Linked DNA regions of Zea mays: region 1 is linked to region 2. Evidence: chromatin contacts called from public Hi-C data. All regions are on one chromosome and are shown on one strand. The core of a region is the stretch at or near the end of the contact, and the rest is flanking DNA. Distances in the headings are between cores, read along the strand shown. Region 1 holds the start of LOC100282789 (IWS1 C-terminus family protein). Region 2 holds the start of LOC100383901.

Evidence for each region. A called contact is a pair of places that touch in the nucleus more often than the background predicts.
Region 1: a contact with region 2 is called in a Hi-C map of leaf, with 7 times the contacts expected there. The contact joins the promoter of LOC100282789 here to the promoter of LOC100383901 in region 2. A contact is called at or near these places in 5 of 25 Hi-C or Micro-C datasets (ear, leaf and tassel) and 2 of 3 datasets of contacts at active chromatin or transcription factors (leaf and seedling).

The regions. Positions count from the first base shown.
Region 1 is chr8:14,714,084-14,720,546 of Zm-B73-REFERENCE-NAM-5.0, forward strand. It overlaps LOC100282789 (IWS1 C-terminus family protein), which reads left to right and starts at 1,885. Exons shown (of 11, transcript NM_001155695.1): 1 at 1,885-2,001; 2 at 2,098-2,608; 3 at 4,940-5,059; 4 at 5,456-5,679; 5 at 5,776-5,905; 6 at 6,042-6,104; 7 at 6,190-6,267; 8 at 6,352-6,443. The coding sequence starts at 1,991.
Region 2 is chr8:14,525,208-14,531,400 of Zm-B73-REFERENCE-NAM-5.0, forward strand. It overlaps LOC100383901, which reads right to left and starts at 1,495. Exons shown (of 12, transcript NM_001362224.1): 1 at 1,325-1,495; 2 at 1,163-1,233; 3 at 342-466. The coding sequence starts at 1,425. It overlaps LOC103634822 (a long non-coding RNA gene), which reads left to right and starts at 5,174. Exons shown (of 3, transcript XR_002264083.1): 1 at 5,174-5,257; 2 at 5,346-5,396; 3 at 5,580-5,639.

The DNA of each region.
Region 1 (6,463 bases), core at 635-3,134, 190 kb after region 2:
GGGCGAACACCCCTGGCTCCTTCACGGACGTCCGAACGACGACGGTAGGGTGTTTCCCCCACGGCGACTTCGGCGAATCCATTCCCCGAATGCCTACGCAGAGGGATTCGCCCAAGCAGCGGAACTATTTCTTCTCGGTAATGGCGGAGGAGAAATCACGGCACACCGTCCTGGGTCCGCCGGCGGTCGCAGGTGGGGCGTCGTGATCCTGGCGATTTGGCGAGGCAAGCTGGCAGTGAGGCCGGTGGAGCTGTGGGTCCTGCGTCGTCGAGTCCGGCTGCGGTGGTGGACCAGTATGCAACGCGCGGCGACGAGGGTTCTCAGGCTTAAGGCTTTCCCGTTGATGTCTATGGGGTTACGAAGTGTATGCGGACGCGATTGCCAGCACGATCTATAAAGCTTTAGGCTGAGCCAAGTCGTCGGGTTTGGCAGCGAAGTCCGCGGCGAGGATCTCGATCCGGCCGTTGCAATTCGGTTGAGGTGAACGACGACTGGGTGGGATTGGGGATGACACAGCGGGTCCCACGCGGTAGTGAAATGAGCGAGGTGCGTGAGGAAATAGCGAACGACGGCTGACTGGGTGGACCACGATCCCAGTGAGGCGACCCAGTCGTAATGTGGGCGCGAGCAGACCGCTGTCAAGCGGGCCCCACGGTCAGGCGCACGCTACTTCCTGGTTGGGCCGCGCGGCTGGCTTCATCTGGTGGGCCAAAAGATGAGGTATGGGCCCAGGTAAGCTTTCTTTTTTTTTCTTTTGATTTTATTTTCTGTTTTCATTTGTTCTTAATTATTTTAAATCCAGATTTAGAATTCAAACTGAAGTGCAAATTTAAATTCATACTAACTATGCAATTTGGTCATATCATCATGTGATGAAGTTATTTAATAATATTATTTTGTATTGTATCATCTTTCTTTCTTCCCTCCTTTCCTACCTTCATTTTCTTGGTTTTCAAAATTCATTCCTCACATTCATTGCTCAAGCATAAGTTGAGATGTTAGAATTTACTATTTCATTTCTTCATATATTTATTTTATTATTTTTTTTTCTTATACAGATTTTGGGTCTTACAAAAATGAACTGTGAAGAAACTCGGGGTTCAATAATGACAAAGATCAGATTTAAACAGCACACCAGAAATGTGAATATGACCACTGGGAAAACATCACATGTTATCTGGCATCTCACATGCAAGAAGCAAAGCTATTTACTTTTGCTTAGTAAACTGCATTGCTTTGGAGTCACTTGTGTTGGAGTATCTTTGGAAAGTTGTTGTCCTTACTCAGAGGAGTATCCATTCCACTTAATTCTTATGAGAAATATAATGCAAGATCCAAGGGAGAGTTGACAAGTACTAACGATCTGGGACTTTGGGCCATGGTTATAAATGAGCAGTGCAAAAGAACCGGCACTTATCTATATTAGTAGAGATAGATATATTTACTTTTACCATCAATTGTGTTGTGATAGCTATTTTCTGCCAATATGTATGATAGGATGTGTTATGCGTGAGTTGATATATGTTAGCTGAATTGGCAAAACACTTGATATATGTTAAAATATGTTGACCCTAATGATCCTACCAAGATCTTCCTTTGGTATAATATATGTTTCATATAATTTTTTTTATTCCCGTCGCAACGCACGGGCACTCACCTAATGGAGTTATAAGACTAGTGATTAGTCGCTAAAATTTTGTCACCAAGCGGCTCGCACGGACATAGCCAGTCAACCAGGGCATTTTATCAGCACCCGATCAGGTTCGAGGAGAATTCTTGCGTGTCCGACGGGCCGAAAAGCCCAAAAATTACAGCCCATCTATATTTTACGCCTTTGCGTCGCCCCCAATCCTTTTCCTCCCCGTCGCGGCGTCGCCGGCTCCCACGGTCCACCGACGACTCTTCTTCCTCACCTCCTCCCGCTCCAGCTCCAGCTCGTCTCTCTCCTCGCCTCGCGTAGGGTTTCGCTTCCCGTCTCGCCGCCGTCAGCATGGGGGACAAGTAAGTATCTCTCCGCTCCGTGCCCCCTATTTCTCTCTGCCTCTCCTAGGGTTTCGACGCCTCACTTTGATTCCCTTCCTCGATCTACACTCCCAGCTACGATGACGAAGGCGAGCCGATCGTGAACCTCGACGAACGGGAACCCTCCCCTGAGCATCAGCCGTACGAAGACCTCGATGACGACCTCGACGGCGGCGGCGATTGGACCCGCGACCGCTCTCCGACCCCCGTCCACGGCGACGACGGCGGGGCAGGGTCCTCCTCCAAGCCCCGAAAGCGCCTTCTCAAGAAGGGCGGCGGTGGAGGCATGCCCGGCGATGACGGGCTGGATGACTTTGGGTTGGAGGACGAGGACGCGGACCCTTCGGCTGAGGCGAGGAAGAGGAAGGGCTCGTCGTCGCTGAGGGACCTCGCGAGGGGCGGGGCGGGCAGGGAGAAGAAGGCTAAGAAAATGCGGATGGAGGACGACGGGAGGGGGAGGGACACTGGGATGGTGAGGGATAGGCGGGGATCAGGAGGAAGGGACTCAGGCGGTAGGGATGACCAGGATGATGGGGAGAGGGAGATCCAGGAGCTCTGGGATACCATTGCTGGTGGTGAGTCAGAGGTAATTTTGACTGTGTGCAACTGTGCAATATGTTTGATTCAGCTCCTTTTCAATTCTAGCTAGTTGATTAATGCTTGGATGCCCCTTTTTACTGTACTACATATGTGCATTAGCTAGTTATACTTATACCTACTTTGAGCTTAATATTAAAGGTTTCTGGAAATTCAACCTCTATCAACTGCTTTTACTGATCACTTTATCTGTTGAAGGAGATTGCAATTATGCTTTGCCATGAAATATACTAGTTATCTTTTTTATCTGCCTAATGTTTTTGGAATTGTCGCTTAATTCTGGTAAGCTGTCGTGATTTGTTGAGCTTTTCTTGATGGTGAGTGACTGAGTCAACTTTCGGAGCTAGTTTGTTTATCAGTTTGTGTATTGGTGTGGTTAGTTCATCTGGTTGTAATTGGCATCCTTTAGTAATTAGTATTCAGATTACTTTTATGGGTGTTAGTAAGGTACGATGTTTGTAGCCAAGCCTCTTGAACCAGGATGTGTAGCATCTCCGGAGTTGTAGCGTTTTTAAAGGGTACTATGTAGGCTATTGACATGTCAAGTAGGACTGTTATATGCCTCTGGATTAGCTGCAAGGTAGGATTTGCCTTTATGTGGCAACTTGGGCAGCATTGTGACATCTTGTTTCTTAAGGAGATTGTATAACTGAAATGCTGTTCTGTTCACTTCTTTGTATGGAATACTTTCCTTGCGTTTAGTTCCTTCATTTCTTTTTTCTTCAAGGAGAATTGCTTACTAAGGATCAGGATGGTTGTGTAAATATGTTAGGTGCATATCAAGCCAGGGTATTGATCTTGCTATCATGCTTTTTAAGACATCACCTTGGTGTCCGGTCGAGTAGGCTGGGCGTTGGCTTGCCACGGCCAATCAGGCTATGGCGTCCACCTTGCAGCATAAATTGTCACCTAGGCACGATTTGGTGCAGTTTAAGGCCTGAGCAGCCTGAGGCAGATGCCGCACAAGTGTGGGCATGGGGGAGGAGTGTGCATGGAAAAATTGCATGCGGGAGCAGGTGCGGGAGATTTGCGCGTGAAGGAGAACGACAGGAGTCACGTGCTGGCGATTGTGTACCTACAGGTCCCATGAGGCCATAATCCGTCTCTCTCACGCGCCAATTGATAGGGAAGGGGAAACAGAAGAGGGCACACACCTGGTTCATGGGGGTGGGCGCTGCTAGAGTCTTGCTGCTCCACCTCTTCTGCTCCATTGATAACACTTCTCTCCTTTGATTTGAGTCTCCCTTCATCTTCTCCATTAATTTGTGCCTTCTCTGGTCCTCGTATGCTGATTGATTCATGGCTCTTTTCCCCTTCTCTGTTGGTTACTGTCTGCAGCCTGGCGTCATGAGGTCACGGAGGTACGTAAGCATCTCTTCCTCTCCCTTCGGCTTCCCTCCTCTTGGATGTGCACTGCCTCTGCTCTTTACTTGGATATGCTCTGCAGTTTTCCTATCCTCTGCTTTCTTTCTCTTCCTCTTATTTTCCTGCTTCTCTGCACTTATGCTACTTGTATTGTTTTGCACTAGCAGCACTAATTAATTAAGTTATACTATGCAATTAGAGAGTGTTTTTTTTGACATTGAGAGATACATTTGTTATTTTGCTACATTATATTGTGTACTAACACTCCGGTAGCACTACTTATTATGGTATTACATGCTAAGAACATGCAATACTAAGGTATGCTTTGTTTCTGAACTTCAGTGACATTATATACTCCATCCATTCAGATATGATAGTCTTTTTTTTACAATGGCACAATGACTAAGGAAAGAGTGGCTTGCTTATCAAGTAATTACTCCATCCATCGGTAATCCTCGTTAGCCTGCTGTTTTTCCACCATGCGTCTGTTCCATACCACATCCCTTTAAATGTGAAGCTGCCAGTTCGTGAGGAGTATAGATGAGAGCAGGTGAGCAGCCAATTTAAAAAGATATTATAGCAACGTGAAGCACGTACGGGTGGCAGATTAAATGGAACGGGAAGCGAGACAGGCATACACGGTTGAACGCGAGGACTTGAGAAGACTATCATATCTGATTTTCTCAGATTTTGAGAAAAGACCATCATATCTGAATGGAGGAAGTATTTAGTTGTTTGTATGACGTCGCCTCACTGCACTTTAAACACCTAGTCGACTCTTTTTTTTTTGGGCAGGGGAGGGGGGTCGCTGTGGCTCGACTTACTTGCCTAATAACCATGCTTGTTATTATGCAATATGACTTTGTCACTTTCAATTACTTTTAGCCTACTATTTTTATTGTCTTTGATAAAGTAATCCTCTTTATTGACATGACATTCTAATCTGATGGAGCAGGATGACCAAGAAGGTGTTAGAACCGTAGATGATGATAATTTCATTGATGACACTGGAGTTGATCCAGCTGATCGTTATGGCAGCGATAATGAGCGACATTCACCTGGACGTTATGCACAGGTATTTGTTATCAACTGTTCAGGTGCCTTACAGCATTATCTTTTCATATCCTTTAAGTTGAATTGTCATACAGGCTGGATAAATGCCTGGTAGTTCATTGTCTCTTATGTCTTAGCCTTGGTTATGTTCCATGCCAGTCATTCTAGTGACAATATTCGTTGTCACAAGGAATTGGTTGCAGTTCCCTATATTTACTGAAGTAGGGTGTTAGACATCCTTTCGTAGCCTTGCAGGATTTGATAGAATAGAAGCTTTTGGTTTTAATCCTCATCGATGAAGTTAAAACCATGGTGGCAATATCTCCTTGTTGGGTTGACTATGCTTATTCATTTCTGGGCCATATGCTATCTTTTGTTTTGTTTTTTAATCACTAATAATATGGGTTGATGACTATAGGCTGAGGAGGGTGAGGAGGACGATGAAATCGAACGACTCTTCAAGGGTGGTAAGAAGAAGAAGAAGAAGAATGATCGCCCTCGTGCAGATATTGGCCTTATAGTGGAACAATTCATTGCTGAGTTTGAAGTAGCAGCCGAAGAAGATGCAAACTTGAATAGGCAATCAAAACCAGCCATTAACAAACTTATGAAGCTTCCTCTGCTCATAGATGTTCTCTCCAAGTAAGATATCTGGAATCTAAGTGCCAGTGCATATTGTCATCTGTTTATAGCTGACACCTGACATTAAAATATTTCTTGTTTATCTCCATTTCACAGGAAGAATCTTCAGCAGGAATTTCTTGACCACGGAGTTCTCACTCTTCTAAAAAATTGGCTTGAGCCATTACCTGATGGAAGCATGCCAAACATGAATATTCGATCTGCTGTACTGAAATTATTAACTGATGTAGGCATCTTTATTTTCTTCGGCCCTTTTGCACTGTAGAGCTTTGGTTTGTTTTGCACAAGAACGTAGTTGTCTGTGATCTATTTTTGGATGGCTTGGAATTTGGTTGCTAATGGAAGTTTTATGCCTCCTGCAGTTTCCAATTGACTTGGAACAGTATGACCGAAGAGAGCAGCTTAAGAAAAGTGGTCTGGGAAAGGTATACTTATACCAGTCCCTCAGATATATTATTCTGCAGAAGATTATTTGTTATGCGCTAAATCTATCCATTGGTGCATATTTAGGTCATTATGTTTTTGTCCAAATCTGACGAGGAGACTACTGCAAATAGGAAATTGGCTAAGGAGCTGGTTGATAAATGGGTAAGTCTGTTCTCAGTATCCATATTTGTTTTTGTGTTTGGTTGTTGTGAAGGGTTCTTACTTGTTACTTGTAAAAAAAATCAGAGTCGACCAATATTCAACAAGAGCACGAGATTTGAGGACATGAAGAGATATGATGATGAAAGAGCACCTTACAGGCGGCCACAAATGAAGAAGTAAGTGCATGCACTTATTG
Region 2 (6,193 bases), core at 245-2,744:
AGGCGTCGCCTAGGCGTCCAGGCGGAGGTCCAACACCTAGGCGCCTTGCCCGCCTACCTCGCCTAGGCGTCGCCTCGGCGTCCAGGCGGTGGTCCAACGCCTTGGCTCGCCTTACCGCTTTAAAAACCATGGTAGTACTTTAGTGGTTTTTTTCCTAATTAAAACGTTAAACGTCTAATGTGATTTATCAATAATGTAGTTGTTTTAATGTGTTCTACAGAAGGGTGATGAAACAGATTGATCACTGGTTTATCTATCTTCAAAATTAAATATGAATAACAAAGAACCATCTATATATCTACTGAGAACTAAAAACTGGTGGATGGTGTCTGAGAACAAACATATTCCATGTACTCGAACTGATAGACAACATCATCGTCAAATGGAGAGCGAACTGCCGATCTTGTGCAGTCAAAGAATTTCATTAGAGATGGGTCAGTGTCCCCAACAATTGAGACAGTTTCACCTGTACCGTGGAAATTAGAATACAATGAGTTGAATAATGAAACTTCCATTAAACCTCTTGCAAGTCTGTTGATTAACACATACATGAGGGTTGAGACCTTGAAAAGGTAAATTTCTGTTCCTTACATATAATCATTCAAAACAATATGAAGCTTACAGAGCTCTCAGCAAACACAATGATAACAGTAGAGATATCTGGTCTTTAGAACATTTTGTAGGATTACTTGTAGCACAAGTACATGAAACAGATAAAAGTAAGTAACATAGGATCATAAAACAAAATCCTATCGAGTCTATGCAGATATGCAGAAAACTAAAATTTCAATTTGTATCCAATTCCCGTGCACTACCACAGAATTAGTGCATGTAGACAATAGTGAAGTCACACAAACAAATGGAAATCAGCTTAGTGGTATTGGAAATCAAACTCTATAACCGTCCCAAATGATCAACGTAGTGTCGCACAAGGCACATAAACAACAAAGAAAAGAGTAAACACTCTTAATCCCCCACGATAATAACGATTTTTAAGAGTAAACTAAAATTCCCACTAGCGGGAAACTGCGGACTCAAGTTCTGAAACCGAACAGCAAGGAGCAACTAAGCAAACACGAGAACAGAAAATCCACATTTCCATGCAGCCTTCAACCACCAAATTAACACGAAATAACATTCTCCGCAGTGTAAGGCGGCGTACCAGTGCTGCGGTGGCGCGGCCTCTGCACGACATTGCGGAACGAAAGGCGCGGCTCCGCCTCGCCCGCCCACCTGCACGGAGGCAACCGCCACTTTACAGAAAACTGGAAGGCCCAGCTAGGGTTTGGGTTTGGGGAGTGCCCGGCGCGGCAGGAGCTCGTACCCGATGCGGAAGGTAGAAGCGCCGTTGTCGATGACGATGGGGGTGGACGACGGGAAGCGTGCAAAGTCGGCCTCCCGCTGAGGGCGGGTCACCGATGACATCTCGCCAGCGGCGGCGGTGACGGAGCTCGCGGGACGCGGGGGAGGAGAGGGGTTTGGACTTGGAGCGTTTGGTAACCTTGTCCTTGTGCTGACTGCTGAGTCGTCTTTCTTCGGGACCGTTCGGATGCTTCACCTGGCCTCGGCGCCTCGCCTCGCTTGCCTTGCCTTGCCTTGCCTTGCCTTGCCGGTGATCCCGAGAAACGACAGAAGGACAAGAGAATTCTTCGGAATCTATTTAAAAAATGCAACTTTTATATTATGGTGATGGTTCGAGAAAATTAACTATTTTATTTGGAGAAATGACGAAATGGAGAGAACTGATCTATACTATACTTAAAGCACCGGTTTCAACGGTCGTCATACGTCATTTTTTTACCAATAACCCCTCACAACTATTTCAAATTAATAACAGACGTCATGCGTCATTTTTTTACAAATAATCCCTCACAACTATTTCAAATTAATCTGCTGCACGTTTATAGATGTCAAACGACGCCCGACACGGGCTAGATGCACGCGGGCAACAACTATGGCACAGGCACGTCATGCCGGCCCGCTAACTGTGTCGGGCCAGCCCGTTAGACTGTCGATCCATTTAATTAAATCAGCGCACAGGCACGTCATGCCCATTTAATTAAATCAGCGCACAGGCACGTCATGCCCGTCTGCTAAATGTTTCGGGCCAGCCCATTAGCCCGTCGATCCATTTAATTAAATCGGCGTAAAATGTTAAAAAACGGTGCAGGATGTGGGGTTCGAACCCATGCCCTAATGGAAAAAGGGCAGGAGACACTAGGTGAAATTGTCTAACCAGTAGAACATCACGCTAAAATGTTTTAATATTGAATATAAATTGTATATAGGTATATACGGTTTTTTGTAAAATAAAAAATAATCGTGTCGGGCTGGGCCGAGGCTACAGCCCAAGCACGACACGACGTTCTTTGCTCTTGCAAGCATTAGGTCGTTTCTGAAACCACATTGGCGCAATTGACTACATGGTGTTTGAGGTTGCTGAATTGGATGGAACATCAATGATTTGTCACACTAACAGCAAAATAAAAGGTTATTTGTTGGTTTTAAACGTTACTAATTGCTACGAAGTAGCGTAATTTATATGGAGCGCATCCAGTTTTTATTGATGCTTGACTTTAGCAATCACTCTATATTTTGATCTATCTTTTTTATAAGTTTGACTTCATGGGACTTATTTTATAAACTTGATCTCACAAATTTTCTCTTATTTGTTCTCTGTATGATGAAATTATGTCATTTTATAATCTCTGTTCATTCAGTCAATCGTTGTGAACTCTCTTCTAATCGCCCACTTTATTGGCTGTGTTGTACAAAGACATATTTCCATGAAGTAAACAATAACATCAGTTAGCCAAATCAAAAAATATATTATACAGAGAGCGGAGACAATCAATAAAAATCTTGAATTTTTTTTGATAGATAGTTTACGTGGGTATTGTTGTAAGCCGTCGCAACGCACGGGGAACCGACTAGTATTTCATTAATGATTGTGTACACATATATATACATCTTGAACAGACGTGAAACTGCTATCTCAGACAGACACAACCCTTCACTTGTTAACTGCTTAATCTAGATTAATGGACGAGATTAATCCACGTCACTGATCCTCAACACTCCCCCTTGATCGAGTCCATGTCTTGACGTGATCATCGTTAAAGTATTAGAATCATATCCAATGAATCCGTCATGCAAACATCTTCTTCCAAAAAAAAAACCTCGTAGGAAAAAATGGATAGATAGATGATATAGCATGTGCATATGTTGATATTGCCTCATTAAAAACTTTACATGAGAAAACCTTATAAGGGAAAACTCATCTCTACTACTTATTAAGTAAGCAATAGTAGTCTGCCTCTGACAAGTTCTGCCGTTCTGCCTCTGAACCCGTTCTGCTCAGAACCGCGCCAAAAAAATTCTTGTTCTTGCAACCAGAGACATTAGTCCGAGCAACAAACAACACACACCAACGTGTCTGAGCAACAACCAACACACACCAACGCTTATAAGTCACGTTTCAATGCTCTGGGTGGCCGGTATGGCACTAATCAAATAATACCATAGCAGTGCCTGTGTTCGAGCGGTGTATGCGGCCCAACGATGGTGCGGCCCATTCTTCAGCCCATCCTATACCGCGCCTGCCTTCTACACCCTAGGCTATGGCGCCTGCCGCCTCCACTCTAGCGACGGCGCTCTGCAGGATGCCCACGACCTCGACCTCCTCCCCCACGACCACGGCCTCAACCGCTCCGCCAGCTCCGCCATTTACGCACACGACTTCAACCTCGCCCGATTCAGCGCACGCACGACTTCAACGGCGCGCAGGCTCAGGCTCCGCGACGGCCGCCACCTCGCCGAGAGCGGCGTGCCCCGGGATCAAGCTAGGTTCGCCGTCGTCTTCTCCCATGGATTCATTGGCTCCCGAGAGGACACCGTCCGCGCCTCCCAGGTACCGACCGATCCAAGCACCACCACCACCGCCAATGGGGGACGTCCACGACCCCGCGTCCTTCTCCCCGCTCTCCTCCGACGCTGGCCTCTCCCCGCACTTCCCTCCCGCGCTCGCGGACGCCGGCGCCGGCGCGCTGGACCTGTCCTTCACCTCCACCGCCTCCGCCTCCACGTCCTCCTTCACCACCGCGACCACGTTCAGCGCGCGGAGCTCGCTGTCGCTGCCGTCCTTCTCCTCCTCCACCTCGCTCTCCCCGCGCCCGCACTCCTCCTCCGCTTCACTCGCCCGCCAGGTTCATGGACGTACGGGCGAGATCTGGAGCGCGCCTCTGCCGGTGTCCTTGAACGAAGACGACCTAGCAAAGATTCCCCTTTTCTTTGGTAGCATCGGTAGGTGGAGCTGCCAAACGCTATCCCATCCGCGTGTCGTCATGTGCTGGGTGAAAGCTTCTTCTCGAAGGAACAGCAGCTGCTTGCCTCTCTCATCTTGCTAGCTTGCACAGTACAGTACAATTCTAATCTTGTTGCCATGTCATGCTTCCCAGCAGGATCAAGGTCGTTGCCGTCTCCAGGTCCATCAAATGCGACAAGGTCGAGCGCGCGCAATTCTGCTCTGAAGTCATCTCCTTTCAACATGTTGATTTTGATCTGATTCTTCTACTATAAAGTGTTGGACATGTTAATCATATATATTCAACCCAAAAAAGAAATCCCAGTGTTCCGGTACTTTCAGTTTTATAGTTGAAAAAACACTTGCATTTGTTGCTGCTTAATATCTCTTTTACAATTACATTATTTTTTATCTGTCTATTTGTAAACACAGAGACCAGCACATGCCTTGTCAACAATTGATAGCAACAGCGGTTATGGAGCTGAGCAAGGTGAAAAGGTACCGTGTGGTGGTATCAGCAATTTTCATTGCATTAACAGGCTAATTCAGATACTTATCTAACATCTATACTATGTGAAGCTTTACATAAATATTTCATGGAGAAAACTGGACACAAAGATAGGTCGTCTTTTATTTATAAGTTCTTTGACGCAGATTGAGGATTTGTTGAGCAAAGGATTATTGTTTTTTTACTTCTTATTGTTACGATATCTGATTCTCTAATTATTAAGGGTTACTGTTTTCTAATGTATTACTTCTTAGTTTAAAGCAGATTGTCATGCTCTGTTCTTAAATTTCATGTATAAGCTTCTTCAGTGTCATAAAATGTCATGCTGATTGCTAATGCAGAAACTCAGGGCAGCTATTGCTGCAACCTACTATACGGACCTTGGTATTGAAGATTCAGACATATTTGTCTCTGATGGTGCCAAATGTAACATATCTCGCTTGCAGGTGCCAAAGCAGATTTGACTCTCCCATTCTTAAATTTACAATTCATCTTAAATTGTTTGCTAATGATTCTCCTAATTCAACATTTTAGGTACTTTTTGGATCTAATGTGACAATTGCGGTCCAAGATCCATCATACCCTGTAAGAGAGCTCTTGAATTACTTGTAACTGTCAGTTACTTACACTTTTCATATTACTGATTCTAGACTTATGTGTGATGATAATTGTGATATGTTTTTTTGTCGTATATAATACTTACCGATTAGTTGTTACCATTTTACATGTTGTCTATTGAAATTAATGCATGTCTTCCATTTTTGACAGGCATATGTTGATTCAAGTGTTATCACGGGCCAAACTGGCTTATATCAGCAAGATGTTCAGGAGATAGTGTGGTCGTTCTATGTACGACCTTGCAGGCAGGGTGCCGACAGCCCAAAATTGACACCCTGGGTTGTTGCCTGGAGGCACAGCCAAACTGGCCAACATGTTTTATAAAATCATAGTTGTCTCTCTTTTGTTTCTATTTGGGCATGTCTTTTCTTTTTTAAACATAAGGCAAGAGCTTTGCAATTAATGAACACACCCACCCCTCTGCACACCGGGAATAAACATCAAACACAAACCACTATGCACCAAAACTTTATAGCAGTATCCCATGTAGACTTGTCACTTGTCCTTGATCTCTATCAAAAAGTCTATCATGGATGGCACTTTTGCACTAAGTTTTGTGAGTGCGTGAGTTTATTGTAGTGTTTTTGTGTGTATAGGCAGGCTCTGCTTTCATAGGGGCTCCTTACCCCCCTCTCATTTTCTCATATTCTTACTATAAAAATATGCAGCTCTTCTTCGTTTCAGAAAAAAATACAGTTATCCATGTATTTGATGTTATATGATACAATATTCTGTGGGTTTCTTGTAATCTTGTGTTGCTATCC